Linked DNA regions of Mus musculus: regions 1 and 3 are each linked to region 2. The links are chromatin contacts, called in public Hi-C and HiCAR-type maps. All regions are on one chromosome and are shown on one strand. Each heading gives the region's core, a stretch centred on a gene start, on an enhancer-like site or on the middle of the called end of the contact. The rest is flanking DNA. Distances are from core to core; before and after follow the strand shown. Region 1 overlaps Fn1 (fibronectin 1). Region 2 holds the start of Mreg (melanoregulin). Region 3 overlaps Igfbp2 (insulin-like growth factor binding protein 2).

Region 1 (4,668 bases), core at 403-2,902, 580 kb after region 2:
GAATTTTTATATTCATACTTTAAGAATACACTTCATCACACTACAGTGATGTGTTTGAGGCTGTTTTAATCTTTTCTTTGTGTTTGTTTTAGACCAGTGCCAAGATTCAGAGACCCGGACATTTTACCAGATTGGTGACTCCTGGGAGAAGTTTGTGCATGGTGTCCGATACCAGTGTTACTGCTACGGCCGTGGCATCGGGGAGTGGCACTGTCAACCTCTGCAGACCTACCCAGGTAAGTAGCTCTGAGACAGAAGCAGACCCATGGATGCCAGTCTATGCTACTATTTGGAATCCCAGTGGGGGCCTTGCTCTGTCCCATCCCTTTTCATATTACTGTCTAATAGTTAATTGCATTTTTGTCTTAAATTGTTTTATTTCACCCTTCATCAGGGAAAAATCACCAAAGACTATGAAAAAGTGCATGCTACAATTTTGCATTTTACACAGTTGAGGACTCCATTAGGTGAAAACATTTCAGTTCATTTTATCTCAGTCCTGTGTGTGTGTGTGTGTGTATCTGTGCTTGTGCAAACACATGTGTGGATGTGTGTATGTATGTGCACATGCATGCGTGTGCATGTGTGTACATGTGTGAGTGAGTGTGTGTGCCTGTGTTTGTGAGTGTACATGTGTGTGCACATGCGCATACATGGGCATGCATGCTTGCATTCGTGCATGTGTATGTGTGTGTGTTCAAGTAGAGCCATAAAGTAACTCAGACTGGAAGTGAAAGAGTTTTACATTCTGTTTCTTAAAGAGAAGTCACATCGACAGAAGGCAAGAAGTACAGTATGAGGCATAAATTTGTTTCCTGCCATCTTAAGCCCTTCTTTGTGTCAGATTTCATTTGTTTAGTGAGATGTAATGTGGAACAAAATCTGGAGCCAAGAAACTTGGTCAACTCCACCCACACCGTTCGAATACCTTAAAATATTTATTGTGGTTTTGTTGTTGATATTTATTGCTAGGTTCTCATTGTTTTGTTTGGTTGTTGTTTGTTCTCCCATAGAGACATCATGCCTAGCCATAGGCATTAATTCATTTTGGGGAAAACATTTAAAATTCACACGTTGATTATGAGTGCCATTTCAGCAGACTCCTAGATTTCCGTTAATGATTTATTTATTTATCTGTATGTGTGTGGAGAGGGCACTGGGTCACAGCACATACGTGAAGGTCAGAGTGGACTTTGAAGTTCTTTCTTCACACACGATTCTTTATGTGGGGATCAGACTCAGGTCTACAGGCTTGTGGGAGGCGAGCACCTTACCCTGAGCCATCTTGCTGGCCCAAATTTAAGACATGAAATACCACCTGTATTCAGAAACAAAAAGATTTGGGGTGGGGGGAGATAATCCACAAGAATACAAAATATTATAATAATAAATTAACTCCATAAGTATTAAGATTAAATACTAAGATTAAACTAATCTTCCTAAGAGTGTCCCAAAGTGAACGATGAGAGCCCAAGGCAGTGTGAGTCCTCGCTCTGACTGTGCTGTGAGAGAGATACTAGTTAACTTCTCCTGTGGACAAAGGGAGACTTGCTAACCACCTTTAAAATTGCTTCCAGTCCTTCACTAACAGTCAGAGACCCAGAGCACCCGTCCACCACTCATGCAATCATGTTTTGTTTGTTTTTCAATGACAGGGTTTCACTGTGTAACTCTGGCTACTTTGTGGACCAGGCTGGCCTCAGACTCATAGAGATCCACCTGCCTCTTCCTCCCAAGTGCTGGGATTAGAGTTGCATGCCTCCCATATCCAGAATACGCTCATTGTTTTTATGTGCTGGGGACATCCTCCTCCGCTCAGCCCTTAGACATTGTCAGGGTAGGATAGGTGATTGCTTCCGCAACTATGTAGCTCAGAGCAGCCTGCATTTTTGCTGGACTTTGGTTTAAGAGTGAGTTACTTGCCGGGCGTGGTGGCGCATGCCTTTAATTCCAGCACTTAGGAGGCAGAGGCAGGCGGATTTCTGAGTTCAAGGCCAGCCTAGTCTACAAAGTGAGTTCCAGGACAGCCAGGGCTATAACAAAGGAACCCTGTCTCGAAAAACAAAACAAAACAAAACAAAACAAAACAAAACCAAGAGTGAGTTACTTAACATTTTTAAAAATTGAATCCAGTTGCTTTGTTTTGCTTTTTGAGTCTCATCTAGCCCTGGGTGGCCTCAAACTTACTATGTAGCCAATGATGACCTTGAACTTCTGACCATGCCTCCTGTCTCTTGTTTCCAAAAGGCTGGGGTCACAGGTGTGCACATTACACCTGGTCAACTTAATATAGTTTAAAAATCTGATTACAAATGAGCCATAAATTCAGAAAACACATATTTAGGAGGATTGGATTTTCCAATGATACAAGCCAAGAATAGAAGTTTATTTTTGTGTTCACAGTCAGTTTTTGCAGGGCAATTTTTGAAATTTATTTTCTTTTAAGACCTTTTCTTTTAAAAATAAGTCTATTCACATATATCTTGCTGCAAGCATTGAGGGTAGATCTGCTGATGGACAGGAAGAGTCACCTAGCGGGAGTTTTACCTGTTGACTTTGTTCCCTGTTTCTAAAAAGGGCAATGTCAAAAACCCATTGAACACAGAAGAGATTTCAGGGCAAGCGGATGAGTGTTTGACCCTAGATAGCAGGCTCAGTGTTTATCTCAATGGAGGCTTTGCTCAAGGGCTCATGCCTAGCCTTTGAGGCTCCGATGGCTGAAAGACCGTGTCTGAGCCTTGCCCTGTTTGTTCTTCCTACTAGGTTGGTAGAGATGTTCAAACTAACAAAAGGTAGCAGGAATTTGGTTTGTCAATAAGCAACCAGGAAAGCACAGCTCTCAGCAAATTAGGTAGAGAAAGAACCTTTCGGGTCAAAAAAAATCATGAATGTTTAACTTCTCCAGGGTCACTATTATCGGAAATCACTCTTTCTGACCTTACTGTCAACTGATTTTGAAAGTGTATAATGTGGCACCCTACAAGTGAAGATCTCACAGTGGGCATTGCTATTAGAAGTGTAAAAGGTCCAGGGAGGTGGATGGTCGGGATCACACAACTAGCCAGCATCAAAGGGGATATAAAAACACTTCAATTTAAGTAGTGTAAATGATAGCTAGCCTTTTTTTTAACTTTCCCATCTTTAAATCATGTGTTGTAGTGTAGAGTATAGTGGAGAGCTGGAATTTAATTGACCTAGAAAACAGATGAGGGGTTTTCCTTCTTCCTTCCTTCCTTCCTTCCTTCCTTCCTTCCTTCCTTCCTTCCTTCCTTCCTTCCTTCCTTCCCATTCCTGCACAGAAATGCTTTAAATCCCCTTTGCCATTCAGGGCAGTCACTTGAAGGTGGACCCTGTCATCATCTTAGGGGCCTGGAGAGCTGAGAGCTCAGAGGTTGTAGTCCCTACGCAGTTTAATTCCCATCCCTCCCATTAGACAGCACAATTGCTGAACCTTCAGCTCAGGGGACCCATGCCTCTGTCTCCTGCCGGCACCCGTACTCTCTCATATGTAGGCATTTTAAAAATTAAAATTAAAAATAATGGGATTTCAGATCTGCGCTGAAAGGCTGAGAAAGGAAATGAAGTTCTGAGTCACTTGGGTTAACCATTGCGAGCATCTTTCCCTCCCTCCCTTTCCCGCGTCTTCTGTCACCCTTGTGAACACAGGGTTTGATGACTGGACAGACAGTAAATGTCATTTATATTCTCTTAATAATAGATTTATCAAGGAGATTTAGTTATCACAAGTTTTCCAGCCTCAAATTCAGTAAATAAGATGCATGAGACATGTCTATCTACCTGAGAGATTATACTAGGATTTTTCTAAAACAGCAATATTTAACAGCCTTATGCAGATTGTCACTAATAACATAAGGTCTGTTTTTACTGATTCATATGAAACCTCTTTAAATAGTGTTTGAAAGAAATGTTTTTAATGTATTTGTATTTGTGAGGCTCTTCATCTATGGAAGGAGCTATTCCAGAGGGCTGTGCAATGGACTTGAGTTGATTAATGGGACAACCAACCTGTGTGGCGCGTGGGTCCTATGCCCCTTAGGATGCAAAGATGAGAATTTTGACATTTCAGCTTGTAGCATTAAGTGAAATCAAGACTCAATGAATATGTGTTAGTCTTCAACAAGCTGAGTTATTCCCAATGAAGAAGTTGAGTTCAAAATCTTTTGAGGTCACATAAATATGTAAGTTACATATTTATTCTGCTAAAGAAGATTTTGCTTTTAAAGAATTTAGAAGCTTAAGACCATAATTAAATCTGAAAGTCAATATATTTTTTCCAAGAGCACTCAGAAATCGCAGGTAGTGTAGAGAACTCCTTTATCAGCATGCAGAATTTTCTTCTGTCTCACAGAGCATCAGTGAGAACTTTGTGTCTTAGGTTTTTGTAAGGACTTTGTACAAATGGATTTTGACTGACAAAGAATTAGAGAGAAGATAAATTTCCATTCTGTAAACAGAGTTTTTGATAAAATTTCATTATTATCCTAAATGGAATCTACTATATTAAAAAATTGATTCCCTTCTCTTATTTTGCCTTTTTTTTCCCCCCAAGGAAAAAACCTGAATCTATCTTAAATTTTGTTAATAACAGTCATATCAAGATCTGAAAATACTGAATTTTAAATATATGCTTTCAAATGTCATTTCAAT
Region 2 (4,302 bases), core at 1,324-3,823:
GGCTGGCCCCTTTCCTAGTTCTGCTCTGAAAACAAGCAGCTGATGGCACTGTAAGTCACCAGTTGCCCCAAGGGGACTGCCAACTCCACCGACATCAGGTGCCCAGGGACTCTCGGTAAATGTCAGATGCTACCATGTGCGGTAGGCGATACTGGTTAAGGCAGGCAGAGGAGCAGTGGGGCCTAACTCTCAAAGGGGAAGCTCAGAGCTTCCCTGCGAGGGATGTCTGAAAGGGGAAATGTGCTCAGCCACAAAGCCGAAGGTGGAGGAGAAGCAGCAGGAGCCAACTCCCAGGAAGACAACACTGTGACAGACACTGAGGTGATGAGCCTTAAAGAGCCAACAAACAGGTCAGGCTCAGTGGCTCAGCGAAAGGCAAGCCAGACAAGCCTCAGTTGGATCCCTGGGACCCACATTGTGGATGAAGAGAACCAACTATGGCCAAATCTGAACCCCACCTGTGTGTCAGGGCACTCATAGCTGCCCCAGCCCTGCCAAATAAATAGACGTAATAAGTGAGTTTTAAAAGGGATCTTCAACTGTTACTTTTTAAAATAAAAATCAGAACATCTTAATTTAAAAGTAGGCAGAAACCGAACACGCTAATCTTTGTTAAGGCTGAATGCTAACTTGATCCACTCATTAAAGAGACACAGTGGGTGGGTGAGCTGGGAAGTCAAGGGACTAACAGGAACAAAGCCCCTAGCACTGCATAAGCTGGGCGTGGCAGCACATACCTGTAATCTTAGCCCTTGGGAGATGCAGGCAGGAGAGTCAGAAGTTCAAGGTCATGTTCAGCTATATAGGGGGTTTGAAGTCATCCTGGCCTATATGAGACCTTTTCAAAATAAAACACTGGGGCCTGGGCCTGTAACTCAGGGCTTGAGTTTGGTGTGAGCAGGACCCTGGGTTTGACCTCTAGGCACGCACACCTCACCATGGCACTCATCCCTTTTCTTGCCTTATTTGTTCTCTAGTCTAACTAACTTAAAGTCTAACTAACTAGTCTAGTCTAACTAACTTAAAGTTAACATACTTGGAAAGTGCTTATTTCCTTGTCTAACCACCCCTCACCAGAATGTTCACTTTTTGCTGGTCTTGTTTACTGCTGTATCCCCATCCTAAAACATGCCTCACACATAGCTTAAATACTTCTCAAGTAAATCAGACTGGCAAAGGCAAGACAAAGAAGCAAAACACCTTCTGCTTTAGGGTTTTACTGATGTGAACAGACACCATGACCAAGGCAACTCTTCTAAGGACAACATTTAATTGGGGCTGGCTTACAGGTTCAGAGGGTCAGTTTATTATCCAGGCAGGCATGGTGCAGGAGGAGCTGAGAGTTCTACATCTTCATCTGAAGGCTGCTAGCAGAATACTGGCTTCCAGACAGCTAGGATGAGGGTCTTAAAGCCCACATCCACAGTGACACACCTACTCCAACAGGGCCACACTTTCTGATAGTGACACTCCCTGGGCGATCACACCTTGTATTTTATATTGAGTATAGGGTTTGTATGCCAGAGTCTAAATTTGAATTGCACACTGGAAAGCAATTTGGCAGGATTCATTAAAATTAAAGGGGTGGACTGGAAAGATGGCTCAGTGGTTAAGAGCAATGACTGCTTTTCCAGAGGTCCTCATTTCAATTCCCAGCAACCACATGGTGGCTCACAACCATCTGTTATGGGATCCAATGCCCTTTTCTGGTGTGTCTGAACACAGCTACAGTGTTCTCACATATGTATAAAATAAATCTTTTTTAAAAAAAAAATTAAAGGGGCATCTTATGACACAGCAAGTCGACTGCCACATCTTTATTCAGTTGGTGTAGAAGCTCCCAAGTGCAGCAGTTCAAGGATGTGCACTGCAGCCCTCAGTACAAAAGGCTGGGATTGGTTAACATGTTCACCATTATGTTCACGGTCTGGTTAAATAACACTGGCATCGGTAAGATTAGGTCTGCGTTAGGAAGACAGAAAGATACACATACAGTCTGCATGACATCAGTGAAAAGAGCCAGGCACAAAAATGTGTGCATGGGAAGGGTTGGAGGGAGAAAGGGAATGGTGAGGGTGGGTGGGGCAATGCAATGTTTTAATTTCAAAAGATAAAAACAAACAAACAAACAAAACCCCAAACAAAACAAAACCACAAACATTTGGTGCGGTAATCTGCTGCTTGGACATAAAAAAACAAAAGTGGGATTTCTGGGGGCTGGTGAGGTAGATGGCGCTACACAAGACAGGATTCTGTTCCCAGCACTCACATTGTAATTTACAAAAATAAATCTCTTGTAATATAACAGTTGTAGAACTCACAAGCGGTTGCTTTTTTTTTTTCCCCTAAGAGTGTTCAAGGGCTGGAAGTTTGAAAAAATAAAAAAACTTTTACAAAGCGTGTATTGTGGGAGACCATTTCCTTTGCAGAGAAGCCAATTAAAAGGACAGTTGGGTTCGGCCACGCGCAGCAGACCCCTGCTGCTCAGCGGTCACCTCCGGGGTTCTGCGGGGCGCCTGGAGCGCGCTCGCTCCCTAGAGGGCAGCCGTGGGCGTCGCAGGACGCATGCGCTCGGGCGGCACCCGGGGAATTAAAAGAGAGAGGGAAAAGCTCCCGCGGCAAACGCGCAGCTCGCGTCCCCACGGCCGGCCGCGGCGTGATGCGCACGGCCCGGCCCGTGACGCCGCGGCCGTCCCTGTCCCCGTCCCCGCGTCCCCGCCGCCATCGCGCGCCCGGCTCCGGGATCCCGGCGCCGGGCCTCGCTCCCCATGGGGCTGCGCCGCTGGCTACGGAGCGCCTGCTGCTGCTGCCCGTGCCGGTGCCTGGAGGAGCCCGCGCGGCCCGAGAAGGAGCCGCTGGTCAGGTGCGTATCGGGCCGCCTCGCGGGGTGGGGACCCGGGTGTCGTCTGAACCGGGGAAGGGGTGCTGTGAGGTCACACCGCGGTGCCACCCGGCCCCCCTCGGCCCCGGTCTCGCACAAGACGATTTAAGCTCCGGATCCTTGGTTCAGATTTTGTGTGGCTCCTCGGAGGCAGCGGATGCCCCTGGGAAACGCCACTGACTGCTGCAGGGGAAAGGGCCGGGAAGAGAAGTTTCCAGAGGGGGTCTCATCGGATGAGACGGACGAGCGTGGGTTTCCTTGGCACTGAGATGAAAAAAAAAAGTTTGGCTATCTCTTCCAATGTCATGACCGAAAGAAGTCGATTTCAGTGACTGAGGAAATCTTTCTCGTGATAAAACTATGCGTGCTGTACCAGTGACAGCCAATTGACTGTTCGGGGGTTTAAACTGAAATGTGGGGACATTTAATGCTCATTAGCTAATGTGCTAAGAGGCTTTGTGAAGGAACCCTGTGCACAGCTTTGCTTGACTTTTTTTTTTTTTCCCCTAAAGCGATACTTTAATATACGTATAAGCACGAGGGGTAGAAGAAAAAGGCACTCAGAAATAAGACATACCCAAGCGTGGTTGCCGGCTCCTAGAGAGAGAAGAGATAGGACTGTGATTTTTATTTTTCCTTAAAATGTTGGTTTTTTGTTTTTTGTTTTTTTCTTCCTCCCTATCGTGAGTTTGCTGAAATTAAGTTCCACCATGCCAGGTTAACCTTATCGAATGAGGTCCCACCAAGTCGTGCCCCAGGGAACAGAATTGAAATTAGGGCACAGGATGTAGGGTGGAATTCTAGGCTTGGTGAACAAGCGCAGAAGCCAGGACCCCTTCCTTAAGGGACACGCAACGAATCCAATCCTGCTTGCACAACTCTGGCAGAAGCAGCAAAGCATGGCTTTACCTTGCCCTACTCTGTCAAGTCCAGACACTTCCCCTGACTTTGCAGAGTTACATAACCCATCCTGCCTGTCTGCTCTTATTTTCCAGCGCATTAAGCAGGATGTACTTGCCCCTGTAGGAACAATCTACTCTTAGTCCCTCCAAGCTCCTGGCCAATGGTGACCTTTTGCCTTCTACCCTTTCCTAAAGTGGCCTTGTGGCCCCTTTTCATCTCCCTTTTGCGAGTCAGGACTTGGAATTATCATCTTGTTATCTGGTGAGGTGTTTCATGAAATATATCTAGATACCCAAGGCACCACACACACACACACACACACACACACACACACACACACACACAAATACACACACACACACACACACACACTCTGTCTTACTATGTAGACCTGGCTGACCTCTAACTCAGAGATCCGTTTGCCTCCTGGGTGATCTGATTAAAGGCGTTCACCACCCCTCCCGGCTACCATACTATGTTTGGTTGTTTTTGCTAATAGCCCTCTCACTTAGATTTTG
Region 3 (4,882 bases), core at 1,252-3,751, 640 kb before region 2:
GGGCTCTCTGCCTAGCTCTCCATGGCCCAAGTTCATGCTCAATCGCTGCTCCTTAAGTCTGTCACGAACCACACACACATTACAGGCCTAGCTGGGGAGATGAAGGTGATGGACCATCCATTCTGCCCCCTCCACACACACACTAAATACTGAGGCTCGAAGGAGAGCTAGTATCCCGGACCTTGCAGTCATCTGGTAAGAGGGGCCTCGTTTCCCACAGTCCACTGGTCCTCTGGGAGCCATCAAACATCTTCCCTGGGGCTTCTCAGTCCTCCAGGTCACAGAGCCAGAGACCCAAACACCATGTTTTAGGTCAAAATGAAGTGTGGAAGATGCAGGCAGTGCTGCAGAGCGGGAACGGGTGCTTGTGAAAGTTGGCAGGGCAAGCGGAGGGTGCATGGGTGGCTCGCCATGTTAGGACACCTGGGAGAGTCTGCTGGCTTCTCTGTCAGAAGCTACTTGTCCTATGGTTACTATAGCCCATGCAATGTCTGAAGGAAGTAGGAGCCAGGGTTCTCCTCCTAGCTGTTTGTCCTCGGGGCTTATCCCCCTGAAGCCACATGAACGGAACCTGCTCCATATCCCTCCCGGCTCCGCAGGCCCTTATGTGGCCCTTGAAGCCTCGCCGTCTAACTCCTCACGACCTGTGGCCGTTCTGCCCCCTGGCTGCTCCAAACAATTCTTGATCAGAAGTCATAACCCACACGGCACATTCGGATCAGGCAACCTACCTGGACACTTACAGAGTGGACCGGAGCCTGGCTCCATTCTCTCTCCCATCCTCATTGGATGGCAGGCAGCTGGTCCAAGACCACGTGGCTCTGGTACCCTATTCAGTTCTTCCTTTTGCCACAATCCACTTAAGCCACACTCTGGGTCTCAGAACTCCCTGGTCTCCGATGACGTCATCACATCCACCCAACGGTCCGCGCCAGACCCCTAGGTATTAGTCCGGATTCCCCCACTTAGCTCTCCATCCAATGCTCCCAGCAGTCAGCTACTCCCTGAAAGCTCTCACTATCCTCCTTCTTCCTCGTTTGGATCATTTTCAGGGCTGCCTGGTGGATTCAACTCCATCTCTCCTCTCATGCCTTCTTCTCTCATCCACAATTGATTTCCAAACACATATCTAGTCTTATCCACCCTTGGCCTACGTTCAAGTCCCTCAGCAACACACCACATCCCTCCCGATAGGTTCCCTACAACGTTCCTCTTCAGCTGTCCCTCTGCTGCCTGCGCCCTAGGAATGACACCCATCCTCGGCCGTGTGCAGGCCTCCAGGCTCAGAGTGCAGCTCAGGCTTGAAGGCCTTCCACATGCTGCCTCCTCTTTCTGAACCCAATCCCTTAGAAAACATACACAGATGTGTGCACACGCAAGCTCTATTTCTTCATCTCAACTCTCCATTGCCGCTCCAAGGTGCCTTCCACAAGGCTGCTCGTCATTACACTACAGTGCTGGAGGATATGCCTCTGTCACATCATGCCATGAGACGGTCAATCATTTACAACACGGAAATGTAGACACTACAGGACAGAGGCCGTCATCTCTTGCAGCTCCACATGCAAACACTGCATCACCCTACTTAGCATGTAGTCATGACTACATTTAACCAACACTTACTGTGTGGCAGAAATGAATTTCTACCCTGCAAGCTGTTCTTTCAAACAGACATCATCCCAGTACTTAAAGCTGAGGTTTTAAAGGGTGTGTAGAAGTTAGAAATATGCACAAAGTCATACAATTTATAGTCAGGGACAAGCAAGGTCTTCCCAGTGTTGCTAGCACATCGAAGTACCAAAGATACACTTAGCAGATGCCACAGCTACAGCAGGGTGTCTGCAAATCCAGAGGGCACAGAGGAGGGCCAGCCTTGTGGACACGTACCCATGACATCACCTGGAGCTCAGAGCTCTAGTGTACTGTCTTTGGTGAACTTTCTTATCACTGCCTTGAAGTTCTTAGTAAGAACAAGAGGCCTCATAGTGTCCCAGGCCTTACAACTTAGGTCACTGGCCTTCCCTAGAAATCTTACAAGAGGTATACATAAAGATTCTCAGTCCCTGTTTCCACATCACCTAACTCTGGAAATCTATGGGAGAGCTTGTGAATCCTTATGAGAGAGCACCTCCATTTGACTTAATATAGGTTCCTGGGCCTCCCTTTAACTAATTGAAAAGCCAAAATGAGTTTGGCTGCAGTTACACATGCTGCCACATGGGGGCAGTATGGCCTCAGCGTTTAACAGTGGCCAGGCTTAAACTTCAGAGGTCTAGGTCTCCAGTGAGTGATGTGGGAACACATTCAATTAAAACCCTACCCAACCAGCCCCCTCTTTCAATGAACAGGGGACTAGCAATGGGCAGAGCAGGTTGTGGCAACATCAAGGGACTTTCACAAAATGTTTAGGAAGAAGCTCTCTGAGGCCCGTAGTAGCACAAGGATGACCCTGAAACATCCCTCTGATAGTGTTTCCCAGCAGCCTCCACAGGCTATGACCTTGTTCGTTGAAGATTAAACCATCCCCGCTAGGCCCAGGGGAAAATGCTCCCAAATGGGGATGCTTGATCCAGGGATGAGCCGCAACCTTGATACTGAGCAATAGGGCCTTTCTGGAAACCTTTGCCTGCCTGTAAAATGAAACTGGTAACTGTTTCTGTATCATGGGACTTAGTTGAATTCATGTATCTGTTCCATCCACCCTGAAGTAGCTCTTTTCCTGACAGGGGGTGTTCTCTAAGAATCTAATGTCCTGGCACCCGCCCAAAGTCCCAGGTGTCCCTCACCACCTCCGGATGTGCTAGATGATGAGTCTGAAGGGACTGAGCCAGCCCGCGAGAGAGGCCCCTCCACAGCCAGAGGGCTCAGGTGCAGACTGAAGTTGAGCTCAGCCTTGCACTGGGGAGAAAAATGGTTTGCCTTCCCCATGGCCCACAGCCAAAGGGTGAGGACAGTCCCTGGGCTTCACTGGGGCTTCCGGTACAGACAAAACATCGTGTTAGAGTCCTGCTACACATTGCTTCAAAAAGGGCTCCCCCACCCCCATACCCTGACTCAGTTCCCAGTCTCTTGGTCCAAGTTCTGTTCTTTTTTGAGACAGAGCTAAGGTGTCACCCTGGCTGTCCTAGAACTTGCTCTGGAAACCAGGCTGACCTTGAACTCAGACATCTGCCTGAAATGTGCACAAGCATGATCCAGTCTCAGCCCATGCTCTTTATCCACAGAGACCCCTTTGAAGCTGGCTGATTTGTTGATATGGGGCCAGTCACGCAAGCCACTCCAGGAGCAGCTTCTGAAAGCTCAGGGGTGACCTTTCTGAACAGCCCAGAAGCAAGGTCACCAGCCTTTCCTTGGGGGTTCAAGTGTAATTCCTTGTCCTGGACTGGGGTGGTGGTTTGAATGAAATGGTTTCATGGACCCATAGGAAGTGGCACTGTTAGGAGGAGTGGCCTTGTTGGAGTGGGTGTGACTTTGTTGGAGGAAGGGTGTCACTAGGGGTTCACTTTGAGGTCTCAGATGCTCAAGCCAGACCTGATGTCTCACTCTCTTCCTGCTGACTCTAAATCCAGATGTAGAACACAGGAACTCTCTAGCACCAAGTCTGCCTGCCTATTGGCATGCCACCATGCTTCCCACCGTAACAGACTAAACCTCTGAACTGTAAGTCGATCCCAATGAAATGTTTCCATTTAATTAAATCCCAATCAAAAGAGTTGCTGTGCTCATGTTTGAAGCAGAGACTGAAGGAAAGGCCATCCAGTGACTGTCCCATCTGGGAATCCATCCCGTATACAGTTAGTAAACCCAGACACTATTGTGGATGCCAACATGTGCTTGCTGACAGGAGCCTGATATAGCTGTCTCCTGAGAGGCTCTGCCAGTGCCTGACAGAGGTGAGTACACACAGCCATCCATTGGACTGAGCATAGGGTCTCCAGTGGAGGAGCTAGAGAAAGGACCCAAGTTGGAGCTGAAGGGGTTTGCAGCCCCACAGGAGGAACAACAATATGAACCAACCAGTACTCCCAGAGCTCCCAGGGACTAAACCACCAACCAAAGAGTACACAGGGAGGGACCCATGGTTCCAGCCGCATATGTAGCAGAGGATGGCCTTGTAGGAGGACATCAATGGGAGGAGAGGCCCTTGGTCTTGTGAAGGGTCCCACTGTAGGGGAATGCCAGAACAGGGAATCCGGAGTGGGTGGCTTAGTGAGCAGTGGGAGGGGGGATGGAATAGGGGAGTTCCAGAGGGGAAATGAGGAAAGGAAATAAAATTAAGTGTAAATAAAGAAAATACCTAATAAAAAGAAAATATGTCAGAAAAAAATGAGTTGCTTTGGTCAAGGTGTCTCTTCACAGCAATGGAAACCCCTAAGATACCTGAAAACTCCTTATTTCAGGGGGTAGGAGAGTCCCAATTTCAATGTTCCCCATTTCCCATCTCCCACTGCAATATCATCTGAAGCTTTCTACCGATGTTGCTTTGTATGGGTGTTTATATGCTGTGTAGCCCAGGCTAGACTAGACTCTCAGTCTTACCTGCTTCAGCCTCCCAAAAGCTGGGATTGTGGACTGTGCGTCCAGTGTCCAGTGTCCACACTCTTGTCCTCACTACCCATCTTCCTCAGTCAGTCCAGGGGGGTGGAAACCTTCCTTAGTGCAGCAGAGCCCTGGGTTCCACCGCAGGCCGGCATCTGGGTTCAGAAGCCTTTTTCTTGTCCCCATGTAAGATGGAAACAGTGACTTCCCCGCCATTCCAGGTATTAGGGACAAGGTGGGCATGAGCTCAGCAGACCATCCCCCCCCAAGACTCTTTCCCGGGACACCCCAAAGACTCAAGTAAGACACACACTTTTTATTTTTCCTTCCTTTAATCTTAAGT

The links. A called contact is a pair of places that touch in the nucleus more often than the background predicts. HiCAR-type assays count read pairs that join an accessible place to other places.
Region 1: a Hi-C map of liver shows a contact between it and region 2, with 5 times the contacts expected there. The contact joins the enhancer-like site here to the promoter of Mreg in region 2. A contact is called at or near these places in 10 of 39 promoter capture datasets (3T3-L1-derived adipocytes, embryonic stem cells, hematopoietic stem and progenitor cells and 4 more), 3 of 484 Hi-C or Micro-C datasets (embryonic stem cells and liver) and 11 of 115 datasets of contacts at active chromatin or transcription factors (embryonic stem cells and stem cell-derived neural progenitor cells).
Region 3: a HiCAR-type map of astrocytes shows a contact between it and region 2, with 2.2 times the contacts expected there. The contact joins the enhancer-like site here to the promoter of Mreg in region 2. A contact is called at or near these places in 3 of 39 promoter capture datasets (the 3T3-L1 cell line, the HPC-7 cell line and pre-B cells), 1 of 484 Hi-C or Micro-C datasets (the N1E-115 cell line) and 4 of 115 datasets of contacts at active chromatin or transcription factors (astrocytes, embryonic stem cells, extraembryonic endoderm stem cells and 1 more).

The regions. Positions count from the first base shown.
Region 1 is chr1:71,632,820-71,637,487 of GRCm38.p6, reverse strand. Fn1 (fibronectin 1) reads left to right here. Exons shown (of 46, transcript NM_010233.2): 12 at 93-236. Among named protein-coding and RNA genes, the nearest start is that of Fn1, 18 kb to the left of the region's middle. Within about 2 kb of position 1,652, at least 13 of the 459 cell types and tissues checked have an H3K27ac peak or open chromatin away from gene starts, as enhancers often do. A contact at or near this core is called in embryonic stem cells and liver, where this site is marked.
Region 2 is chr1:72,210,578-72,214,879 of GRCm38.p6, reverse strand. Mreg (melanoregulin) reads left to right here and starts at 2,573. Exons shown (of 5, transcript NM_001005423.2): 1 at 2,573-2,863. The coding sequence starts at 2,769.
Region 3 is chr1:72,852,445-72,857,326 of GRCm38.p6, reverse strand. It overlaps Igfbp2 (insulin-like growth factor binding protein 2), which reads right to left. Exons shown (of 4, transcript NM_008342.3): 4 at 4,853-4,882. Among named protein-coding and RNA genes, the nearest start is that of Igfbp5, 20 kb to the left of the region's middle. Within about 2 kb of position 2,501, at least 21 of the 459 cell types and tissues checked have an H3K27ac peak or open chromatin away from gene starts, as enhancers often do. A contact at or near this core is called in astrocytes, where this site is marked.